2 separate regions of the Mus musculus genome follow, and region 2 is linked to region 1. Evidence: chromatin contacts called from public HiChIP or PLAC-seq data. All regions are on one chromosome and are shown on one strand. Each heading gives the region's core, a stretch centred on a gene start, on an enhancer-like site or on the middle of the called end of the contact. The rest is flanking DNA. Distances are from core to core; before and after follow the strand shown.

Evidence for each region. HiChIP or PLAC-seq counts read pairs in DNA pulled down with a chosen protein or histone mark.
Region 2: a contact with region 1 is called in an H3K27ac HiChIP or PLAC-seq map of heart atrium, with 7 read pairs. The contact joins the promoter of 1110002E22Rik here to the enhancer-like site in region 1. A contact is called at or near these places in 3 of 39 promoter capture datasets (hippocampal neurons and liver), 1 of 15 datasets of contacts at CTCF or cohesin (the NIH/3T3 cell line), 3 of 115 datasets of contacts at active chromatin or transcription factors (CD8 T cells, astrocytes and heart atrium) and 2 of 9 other capture datasets (adipose tissue and pancreatic islet).

Annotation. Positions count from the first base shown.
Region 1 is chr3:137,959,808-137,965,481 of GRCm38.p6, forward strand. It overlaps Dapp1 (dual adaptor for phosphotyrosine and 3-phosphoinositides 1), which reads right to left. Exons shown (of 9, transcript NM_011932.3): 3 at 1,635-1,768. The region is part of intron 2 of Gm19708 (a long non-coding RNA gene); the gene reads left to right. Among named protein-coding and RNA genes, the nearest start is that of Gm19708, 19 kb to the left of the region's middle. Within about 2 kb of position 2,379, at least 66 of the 459 cell types and tissues checked have an H3K27ac peak or open chromatin away from gene starts, as enhancers often do. A contact at or near this core is called in heart atrium and pancreatic islet, where this site is marked.
Region 2 is chr3:138,059,710-138,065,383 of GRCm38.p6, forward strand. 1110002E22Rik (RIKEN cDNA 1110002E22 gene) reads left to right here and starts at 2,533. Exons shown (of 3, transcript NM_001370862.1): 1 at 2,533-2,589; 2 at 5,312-5,674. The coding sequence starts at 5,343. The region is part of intron 1 of Gm5105 (predicted gene 5105); the gene reads right to left.

The DNA of each region.
Region 1 (5,674 bases), core at 1,129-3,628:
AGCTGTGGCACCATCTCTCGGGCTATAGATTCTTGCAGTCTTCCCATTGTTGATAAACAGATTTTTTTTTATCATTTAAAGCAAATAAGGCTAGAATTCTAAACCATAAATTCAGAGGTGACCCTTTACTTTATAGATTATAGACAAACAAGTTAGAAAACTCAAGGGCCAGCATAGTGTGTGCTTCAGTATGTATAGAGAATGTCCATCAAAGGTCCATGTGCTAAAGGGATGTGACCGCCTGCTTGGTCTTATGAGAAGGTAGGAACAGTGTGAAAAAGTTAGGTCATTGGTGGTGTGACATTGAAGGGGATAGTAAAACAGGGATAAGCCCCACCCCAACTCCATCTTCTTTGCTTCCTGTTCATCTGCTGAGTGGTTCTCACTGCTGTGTACTCTCATCATGGTGACAAGGGGGTAAGGGGTCATGGCCTAAAACTGCAGATGCCATCAGACAAAATAAACTTACTTCCCTACCTGTATTCTCCCTTAGCTCAAGTATCCATAGTGGTTATACCAGTGGGATGTGGGCTGACAAAATGTGGTGTTTGATCTCTCTCTCTCTCTCTCTCTCTCTCTCTCTCTCTCTCTAATATATATATATAGAGATTATATATATATGTCTTCCACTTTGACTAACGACTGAAATGAGAAATTTCAAGTCCATACCAAGCTATAGGCCTAAAACTTTGGGTTTTTGTTTTGTTTTGTTTGTTTGTTTTGGGGTTTTTTTTTGTTTTTGTTTTTGTTTTCGGAGACAGGGTTTCTCTGTGTAGCCCTGGCTGTCCTGGAACTCACTTTGTAAACCAGGCTGGCCTCAAACTCAGAAATCCACCTGCCTCTGCCTCCCAAGTGCTGGGATTAAAGGCATGCGCCACCACTGCCTGGGTGAAACTTTGTAATAAACTAAGGGTACTATTATTATTATTATTATTATTATTATTATTGCTCATAAAAATGTCTTCTAGCCAACATTTTCAATATTGAGCACTTGGTTGCTGTGGGCATTTCGTGTGAAGTTTACCTTTGAAAATGTTCCTGATTAAGTTCTCAGGGTCTCACCTACACACACACACACACACACACACACACACACACACACACACACACACAGAGATGTTTCTAAACCTATCAGTTTTGTGTTACAAGCAGAGTTTCCTGTCAGGCCTGAAATGATTGTGAATTGGCTTGTGTTTTCTTTTCTTTATGTATTATAAAAGAGAACATTCTAAAGAAATTCTCTCTTTCCCTCTCTCCCTCTCTGTCTTATTTATTTATTTATTTATTTATTTATTTATTTATTTATGGTCTCACTATATAGACCTGACTAGCTATGGAACTAACTATGTGGATCAGACTGTAGCCTCAAACTTATATGAAGCTCTGTCTGTCTGTGTGAGCTTTTCATGTCCCATATCCCATAATTCAGAGCTTCTGAGGCTGAGACGAGAGGGTCACAAGTTCCAGGTGAGCTTGTGGCTGTGGCCAGGGCTCCGTGTTTGATGTATTCCTTCCCTATCTCTCACCATGCAATGTTCTCAGCCCCAGCAGAAGTCACCAGACTCCAAGCAGATCCTCATGCAGAAATATGTATTAATAACCATATTAATAAGCCAGGTATTTAGACAGCTTACCTGTCTCGCTTCCAATCAAAGGCTGATTTGCAAAATGCTTGACAAAATCCTTTAGAGATGAATACTCATTAAAGCCGAATTTAAACGAGTACCCAGTATATTCAACATGAAAGTGTTTGACAGAGTCTTTGGCTCTGAAAGAAAAGAAGAATATTATTTAACAAATGACAATTCTTTTTGAAGGTAAATATAGCAATGTGTTAGCATCACCATAAATAAGCCTTTGACGATGCGGAACACACAGCCATCAAAATCGCCAAGCACTTTAGAGGCTGTCACGTGTGTCTTCTGTCAGGGAATACTCTCAGGTTTTCACTCTACTTGAAGACATGAGACAGTTCCCCTGCCTTCTCTTCCACTGACGGCAAAGGTTCTTGAATATTAACGTCCATAAAGGCCATGAATTCAGAGACAGAGGTGACAGGCAGGACGTGTGTGTCCTTGGCCTTCCTCCCTAGTCTGGGAATCAGTCAGAAGCCTGCTTCTGTCGGTGAGTCACATGACCCTAGTCTTCTCCCTTGCCTGCCTGCATGATTATCTACGGAATAGAGTGTCACATTTCCAAGGCTGTCATTTTCCACTTCATCTTCAAGATGAAAAACGTTGTATAAAATCTCTCCTGCTCACTTCATTTGTTCATTTCTCTTCTCCCTAGTCTCACCTCCCACTCTGTGGCCAACACCCCAACTTCAGAATGTATCAGAGTCAACAGTAAGGTCTGAAGAGCCAGGTTGCTGGGTCTCATGCCCAGACGATGACTCAGCAGGTGGAAGGTTTTTAACAGACTCTCACCTCAGTGGATGTTGCTGATCTGGGGCGCCAGCTTCAGGGCCCCTGTCCATCTGGACCTGCTGTTCCTCTAGGAAGAGTTTTTTCCATCCTTGCTCCTTACCTACAATTGGCCCTTCCCATTGGTAAACAACCTTGAGTCTTCCTGAAACTTCTACCTCATGATAATTCTGCCTTATGTTGAGTGCCTTTTAATTTCTTGCTCAAAAACTTGCCTTCTTTTAAGCGATTGCTACACTTTGCTTTGTAGCAAGATTTGGGTCTTAGTGGCCCTATGAGACTAGACTTCTTCCCAACAAGGTCATCGAGTTACGATGGCTGGTCCAAGATGCACGCTTTCAAAGGTCTATTATTAAGGAAATGGACAAATAAATGAATAAAAATAACCATAACTCTAAACAACTGGCCTATGGATCCTGTCACCTCTGATGGTAGCTTCCCCCTGCTCCAAATGTTACCAAGTATTTGTAATGAAAACCAGTGATATTTATTTTAATTTTTCATGAAGGTGAAATACATGCAGTCTATTCATAAATAGCTTATGCTCAGATGAGTCACATGTAGATAAAACTTTAGTTACCATCTGTGATCTACCTGACACGCAGTGTAAGTACCTGTGTTCTCACATGTGCAGGTACATGTGTGTATAAGCACACGTGCACATGTATGCACATGGTTGTGGAAGCCAGGGGTTAACCTCAGGTATCATTTGTCAGGAATCTTCTCCATGGATTTTTTTTTTTTTTTGGCAAGGACTCTCACTGAACCTGGGGTTCATCAATTCAGCAAGTTCTGTGTGGCCAGTGAGCCCCAGGGATACCTCCGTGTTCTCCTTTCTAGCATCAGGATTATGAGCACATACCAACATTCCTAGTTTTCTACATGGGTTCTGGGAGTTCAACTCAGTTATTTTTATCTTGCATAGACTTAGCTATTACTGCCTAGCCCTATTTAGAAAATTTATAAATAAGACTTGTCAGGGTGACTCCAAATGTTACTAGATATAATTTTTCTCCCTTTGGCTACCTAATTTGTTTCCTATTCTGTACCTATCTCTCCTTCTAAAAAACGCATGTAGACTCACTGCCAGAGAATGGAAGTTATGCCAGGCAGAACTCATAGACGCTCCGACCCCAACTCCAATGTATAGCACTGTTCCAATTACCCAGGTAAGAACTAGTCAAGATGGAGTTGTGAAGAGATTTAGTGCATTGTTAAGTCTCCAAATTGGTTCACCTTAAAAACACGAAGAGTCTCTTGTGGGCCTGACCTCTTCATGTGAGCTCCGTGGAACGGAACTCTCTGACACAGGAGAGGGTAGAGAGGTGCTCTGGCTGGCAGGAAGGCAGCAGACAGTCGTGCCATGTGTATTACGCATGCAGGCCACACAGCACGGATCACAGTGGCATCTGTCAGTTGACACTGCTCCCTCCCTGATTGACAGCTAGGGGAACAGGGACCCTGGTGCTACCACAGCAGGGAAATGAAAGACAAGCAAACTAGGTAAGGAAAGGAGGAAGTGATGCAGGGGTTCTGCGTTTCTGTCAAGAGCCCCAGCTGCTGCTGAAAACATCTTTAAGTCAGGCTGGCAGAATTTGAATAGAGGCCCGGATTTTAATGTATGCAGGAACAGTGGCACGGTCAATTTGTGTTGTTTTAAGCCATGACAAATTTTTGGTGACTTGTTATATAGCATAGAAAGTGAATACCGAAGGGTCCATGTCTAAGAAGAGGATAAACAATATGTTAAACTCTTTGCTTTTGAGCTCACTGAAGCCTGTCAACAGTTGTTTAGAGAAGTACCTTTTTGTGTTTGTTTGTGTATGTGCATGCATAAACATTTACATGTGTGCAGGCATGCTTATATGTGCAAGTGCATGTGTATATCTTTGTGTGCATGTGGAGACCAGAGGCCAGTCTTGGTTATTGTTCCTCAGACAGTATCCATCTCTGGCTTACAATTCACCAAATAGACTAGGCTGGTTAGCCAGTAAGCAGTGCCTGTTTCCATAGCAACAGAATCGAAAAGATACACTACTATACCTGACTTCTCCCATCCATCCTTCCTTCCTTCCTTCCTTCCTTCCTTCCTTCCTTCCTTCCTTCCTTCCTTCCTTCCTTCCTCCCTCCCTCCCTCCCTCCCTCCCTCCCTCCCTCCCTCCCTCCCTTCCTTCCTTCTTTCCTTCCTTCCACTGCCCCTCCTTCTCCCTCTCTCCTCTCCCCTCCTCCCTGATTGAGAAACAGCTAAGAGAGTAAAAGTATTTCCCAGATTGGGAAGCTAGTGTAGTTGGTAAAATACATGCTTTGAAAGCATGAAAACCTGAGTTTGGACCCCAAAACCGAAGAAGAAAGAAGAGGGGGGAAGAGAGGGGGGAAATGGAGGGAGGGAAAGATGGAGAGGGAAGGGGAGAGGAAGACTTAATTAATAACAAAACCCAAACCCAAATAAACCAAAATGGCTGAACTAGACGCAAAGGAGCGAGGAACAGCATCTGGGATGTAGTGACTACCATCCCAAGTGTGCAAGGAGGTCAGGAACAGAAAGGAGAGAGGGGAGAGCAAGGCTTCCTGGGTTTGTGAAAGTGCTGCCACAGTCATCCAATAGCCCCCCCCCCCCAGGGTCATTATTAGCATAGAGCTTTTGCTGCATGTCCAGCCAAGGCCACAAGAATTCGGGAACATTAGATGCTTGCTACTAGAAGCCAGCGTGTCAAGGGTTCAAGACTACAAATGGGGCCAATGGGGGATTGGAGGAGAAACCCTAAATGCACTGAGTGTCCTTATAGGTGCAACTCAGAGGGACTAGATTAGCTCACCACCTGGGGGAAAGGGATGGAGTCCATAGAAAGAATTTAAAATTGAACATTACCCATTTAAGTCTGTGACTATGAACACTGCACGGTCACAAACCATTCTGCCTTTCCCAGGCAAGAAAGAAATCACAAAAAGGGGCTCAGCCCAGGAATTCAGATGTCAGCGCTGTCTCACTGTTGATTGAGCCGAGACAGACAGCCTGCTCCTTTGGGTTTCACGGTTTTCGTGTGTCTAATGACAAGTTGGGGTTAAATAATTTTCAGTCTCCTTTGGTTTTGACATTTTTTTTCTGCAGTGAATAGAATGAGAAATAATTTTTTAGTGCATGCATGTGTGCATGTGTGCGTGAGTGTGTGTGTGTCTCTGTGTGGTGTATGTGTATATAAGTGTGTGTGTGTATGTGTGTGGTGCATGTATACATAAGTATGTCTGTGTGT
Region 2 (5,674 bases), core at 1,283-3,782, 100 kb after region 1:
TGATACTTACGAACTAAGGCTCTGTAACTCTAAGCAAGTCCCTGATTAAATGCTCTCCTTTTAAAGAGTTGCCTTGACCATGGTGTCTCTTTATGGTAATAGAACAGCGACTAAGACATAAGGTATTTTGGTAATAATGGACTAAGACATAAGGTATTTTGGTAATAATGTAATATACATGTTGGTGAGATATGACATGGTCATTCTAAGTAATATTGTAGCTAACACACATTTTCCAAAGTAGACAGAATCAAAACAAACAAACAAACAAAAAACCTGAAGAGTTTGGGGCTTAAAATGTAACACCAAGACTTAAGAGAGAGAAAGAAAACACAAAACCACCTTCCTAAAATTACAGAAATATGCAACCTATGTGACTGCACAGCAGCCGACTTGGCTGGTTAATCATATCCTGCTTCCAACTGGCCTGGGACAATCCACAGTAACCTATGAAAGGCCAGGAAGACATTTTCCCTGTCCTGCTACCCTAGACTGGGAAACCCCATGCCACCGCCTCCCTTCTCTCTTAACATACAATAGGATGACTGACAGGCCACAGATAAGATGGACCCAGATTTAGAGTAAGTCTATTTTAAGTTGTGTTAAAGATTCCACCTGAGGGTGGTCCTCAAGGGCCATTTTTCTCTATATAGTCATATCTAAAACATTGACACCCCCACAGCTCCCCCACGAGGAAGGCCAGACAGCCCCAACTGCCGGACATAAAACATCAGGGACGTGGAGGAATAACAGAAGAGAAAGGGGTTGAAAAAGGCCCAAGAGGAGTTCAAACCACAAGAAGAAGAGGAGGGCGGCAGCCAGAGAAGATGAGTTCCCTGATATGCGTGCCTCCTGGCTCAAGCCGCAAAGTGAACAACCACTCCACTCCATATCTGAGCTTGTGGGCAGGCTCAAGGGCTGCTTACTAAGGGTTTATTTCTGGTGGTGAACTGTCCCTTCCTGTCCTTCCAAGTTTTAAGGGCATAGCTAAGGGGTTGCATCTAGAGTGTGTGTGGCCCCATGACACCATGCCGGGCTCGCCCTCCCACCGTACATGCTGTTTTCCCCTTCACAGGGATAGCTGGCTCCTAATCCTGCTTCTCCATGTCTTTGGACCAGCTGGTCCCGGAGGCGGGCAGTTGGCTAAAGGCTATGAGACAGCTTAATTAGCCTGCGATGGGTATGGTCCTGTGACACCCCCCCCCCCCATACACCTCATAGACTTGTACTCAATTAACTACTTAAGGTTGGTTGGGTCCACCTCACACCCAATTTTAACCAGGGCTGCAGCATTTGATTATTGGGAAAAATGGTGAAAAGCCCTACAGAGGCACAAGCTTTTACTTAGCCTCGCTTTTTTTTTTCAGTCCATAAAGTGGAAACAATAACTACTTTTTAGTCATATGATTATGGAGGGCTTATTTCAATAACCACGTACCTTTTAGTACATTAAATAGTATGATAGGGCACCTTCTTTCAGATGCCAACTTTCACATGTCCATCCCTAGGCTTGGAAAGGTGCTAGCCACGTCCTAGGTCTTAGGCAGTGGTCCCCAGAAAAGCCTTCTTCACATAAGTGTGTGCTGAGAGCGATACACATCTTTATGGAAAGACCTTCAACTCAATATAAAGCACCACTGTCTCTTCCCTGCTGTGCCCCAGACAAACTAAGAATGTTTGTGGTTGGCCAAGGGTTTGGCATTGACTCTGAGGTTAAGTTTAACCTAATACATCTCTTCGTTTCCAGTCTAAGGTTTGCCTTCTGTGAACGGTTTCTTCTCTTGAATAGCACACTTAGTTATCTTATTATGCCAGATTTGGAGACCCAAAATATAAGCATGACCTTTAATCAGCTGGTGGGTGGTCTGGCCTTCGTTCTTCACTTCTTAAGTCATGTTAAGGTTTTACATACACTGAACTATCTCAGAAACCCTTCAAGGAAAGCTAAGAGACTTTCTCCTCAGAGAGAAATGTAACAACGCTGAGTCACTTCCTTTGTTGCTCCTGGAGTTCCCATATAAAGTTATCAACAGGGCATACCTTGCCTGTCTAACCACGCGTGCCTGCTCACCATGGGTTAATACTGGCAATATTAGTCACATCAATTGCTCAACACCTGAGGTCAGGCAGGCAACCACTGAGTTCATCTGTAAAAAAGTGATCAGAGTCATCTGTAAGAATAAAAGGCACGGTGGCTACCCACCTGTAAGAATGAAGGACACGGTAGCTACCCATGACTCCAAGCTACTCCACTAGATCTCAGACCACCCCTTTTCATGGTACCATAAACTAACCCAGAACTCTGAAAAACACCAGAAGGGAAACCGTGTGGAGTCCTTAATTGTCTTCTTTACCCTAAAGTTGGCTGCTGTTTTTCTATTTATACATTTCTTTTCTTTTAATAGTCAGCCCTACTATGGTGTTTCAGCTTATTTGATTTTAAACCACAAAGGGAATTTTTGGTTTGACTTAAAAAAAAAAAAACCTTTTGGAAATTGACTTTATATGAAGGAACCCCCACTACCACCATATCGACACTGGCATTGTTTAGCTGGAAATCCTTGAAGGAGCCACACACCTATTCTGAAGGTAAGAACCCACGTTAGAACCGAACCAGGCTGTGTCTGATTGTGGGGGAGGGGGTTGGGGGGAGGTGGGGAGCTTGGCCAGGGCTGGGTTCTCAGAGAGGGGAGACCTCAGGAGGTTTTGCGGAACTTTGGGTATTAAGAAATTATGGTGACCAGTTGTAGTCTGGGACCTTTAATCCTAGCACTGGGGGAGGCCGAGGCAGGTGGATATCTGAGTTCGAGGCCAGCCTTGAAAACACAGAAAGAAAGGAAGAAAGAAAGAAAGAAAGAAAGAAAGAAAGAAAGGAAGGAAGGAAGGAAGGAAGAGAGAGGGAGAGAGAGAGAGAGAGAGAAAGGAAGGAAGGAAGGAAGGAAGGAAGAAAGGAAGGAAGACAGGGAGAAAGCAAGCAAGAAAAGGAAAGGAAAGGAAAGGAAAGGAAGAAAGAAGAAGGGGAAGAGGGAGAGAGAGAGAGAGAGAGAGGGAGAGAGAGAGAGAGAACATTACCATATACCCTGTGTGTCAGAACTTTCAGTTTTATATTTTGCTAACCACAGGAAGAAACTCAAGAAAAAAAATCTGTTGTGTTGCGATGACAGACAGGGCCATATGACAGCGCTAGAGTGATTCTTCCTTGGACTATACAGAAACTCTCGCCTCTTGATTAGCCAGGAAGCACATGTGTCTCACACTGTCTTGGACTATCTCCAGGGCTTTCTTACTGCCCAAGGCATGGTCAGCCTCAAAGAAAAGTAAAAATGGCGAGCTCAAAAGTCTGCTTGCCTGAGAGAAGGGGACTATATTTAATCCATTTTATTAACAGAATCGTGTTCCTTAGCCCCCCAAGTCCATAAAGTGTTCTCGGGTTGAATATCTGAAATAAAAACAAACAAACAAACCTCAACCAGTTACATAGATTATTTGTGGTCATGCAGATTTGATAGTTGACGGGGTAACAACTCTGAATGGTTTTGTGGGGACCCACCTTGACTGTGGGGACCCACCTTGATTGCCTATCGTAACCGTAAAGGTCTCCAGCTGGACTGCCTAGGTTTGAATCATGCCCTACCTCTGTGTCTCAGGTTCCCCGTCTATAAAATCAGTATAGTAATTGTACTTAATTCATGTGGTTCTTACCAGAATTCAATCATTAATATGTGCGTAAATGTTAAAAATGTTCCTAGTTAGTTGTACTTACTAATTAAGAAACTAAGATTTGGAAGGTATTTCTTTTTCTTTCCCATGACCCTGAGTTATGGCTTAATAACCATTGCTTTATTCCAGATGTTTTCAGTCTCTTCTGGGCACGTTTTAGTGGCAGTAGAGAGGGCAGAGGGCTTGTCCTAGGGAGAATGGTGGGGTTGGGATGCCTACAGGGAGAGAAGGTAGACGCTGCAGTTGTCAGGGGTGACTACTTCTCACTTACGCACATGCCTACTCAGAGGAAGGAACCCTTTTCAGCGTGGGGATGGCATTCATGTCAAAAGGGGATGGTTGGCGGTGTTATTTTCCTTTCCACAAATGTGGATGTTTAAAATAGGGCTTTATCCAATCGGCATAGGTGACACACAGACTATGTATAGAGGTGGACTTGGGCCTGGCAGATGATGAGGGCCAGGTCTCACCAAAACCTAGTCGTGGTTTTCCATGGACCATGCCCGGGGAATCGCCCCAAAGGTTGCTAGCACTGACCCCTCTGTTGCCTTGGCAAATCTGCCTGTCCAGATCTTGACTTGTTTGGAATGAATCTATCTCAGAGCGGGTGAACTGGGATTTTGGCCGTATTTTCAGGGGCATGCCAGAGGCTCACATTTCCTCTCTGAACCTCCCTCCAAGCCGCACTGTACTCAGGGAGGGTAAGCATATTCCTTGTTCTTTCCTGCGTTTTGACTCTCTGCCCTGCAGAGCTGGCGTGCAGCCAGGGGAACCCAATCGCTGAGCTGTAGCTAAGGCTATATTTAACATGACTTATTGTCTTGTAGTGCGTTTACAAGTTTAGGAACGGTTTTGAGCTTGAGTAGTCACTGTAGGGATTTGAAGTATTGTCCATATTGTCTTTCTGTATTCCTTCAGAATGCCTGTAGCTTAAATTTATTTAAGGAGCTTTTAGGTCTCGGGAAATTCCCCCTTTAAGCTTTGAGTAAACACAGCAAGGATTTTAGAAGAGGTTTGGTTTTTTTGTTGTTGTTGTTGGGTTTTTTTTTTTGTTTGTTTGTTTTCTGTTTTTTTTGTTTGTTTTTTGTTTTCCCAATTTGAAACAAATAGGTTATGTTTCACAGAGTATAAGTCTGGCCAAAGGGAAGGATGACGAAATATTCTTGTCCTGTGAAAGCTTCTATGACCATCCCTCATCTGATTTTGCTCTCCAAAGAGGGAAAGACAATGCAAATGAGGCAACTATAAAATTACCATATGCACAAGTGGGACTTGAAATATTTCTGGAGTTTCCTTAATGGATTTGAAGTACCGTGAAAAAATTTGAATTTTGAACAAGGAGAGAAAATTCATTTAATCAGAGGCTGGGGAAAGATGGCAGCCAGCGAAGGGTAATTGTGCGCTTGCTAGACGCCTCTAAAACAGATTACAATGAACATTTGGCTGATTTGAATCAGAAGCCACATTCCTCCCCCACCCCGCCTCCTCTCCGCATCTCTTCTTTTTACCCTCAAGTGTAGTTTCGATATGACTAGGGAATGGACACTAAAAATATTTCTGGAATGACGTGACCCTCTATCTCCCCATCCAGGAGAGCGACAAAGCTGTACAAGGGACAGCACATGCTTTCCGTTCATTTCTGGCAGACCCCTGTCCGACCTACAGATGCTGCTTCGTCGCTGGCTAATGGCATTCAGACCCCCACCCACCGACGCTGTCAGACAAGCAACTGGACTGGACAGCTCAGCAGCAGGACACTGGCCACAATCGCGGCCAGAGCCGCAGCCCCCTGGCTACAGACCACCTCTGCTGCCTCTTTTGGGAGCCCTCCCACCTCCCTCTGGCTTGCCGAGGCCCCACCACAGGGGCTGAAGAACTGGGCGGTGGTGGCAACTGTGGCAGTGGTACCTACAGCCTTGGGGCCAGCCCAAGCACGTGGGAACCTGTTTCAGGC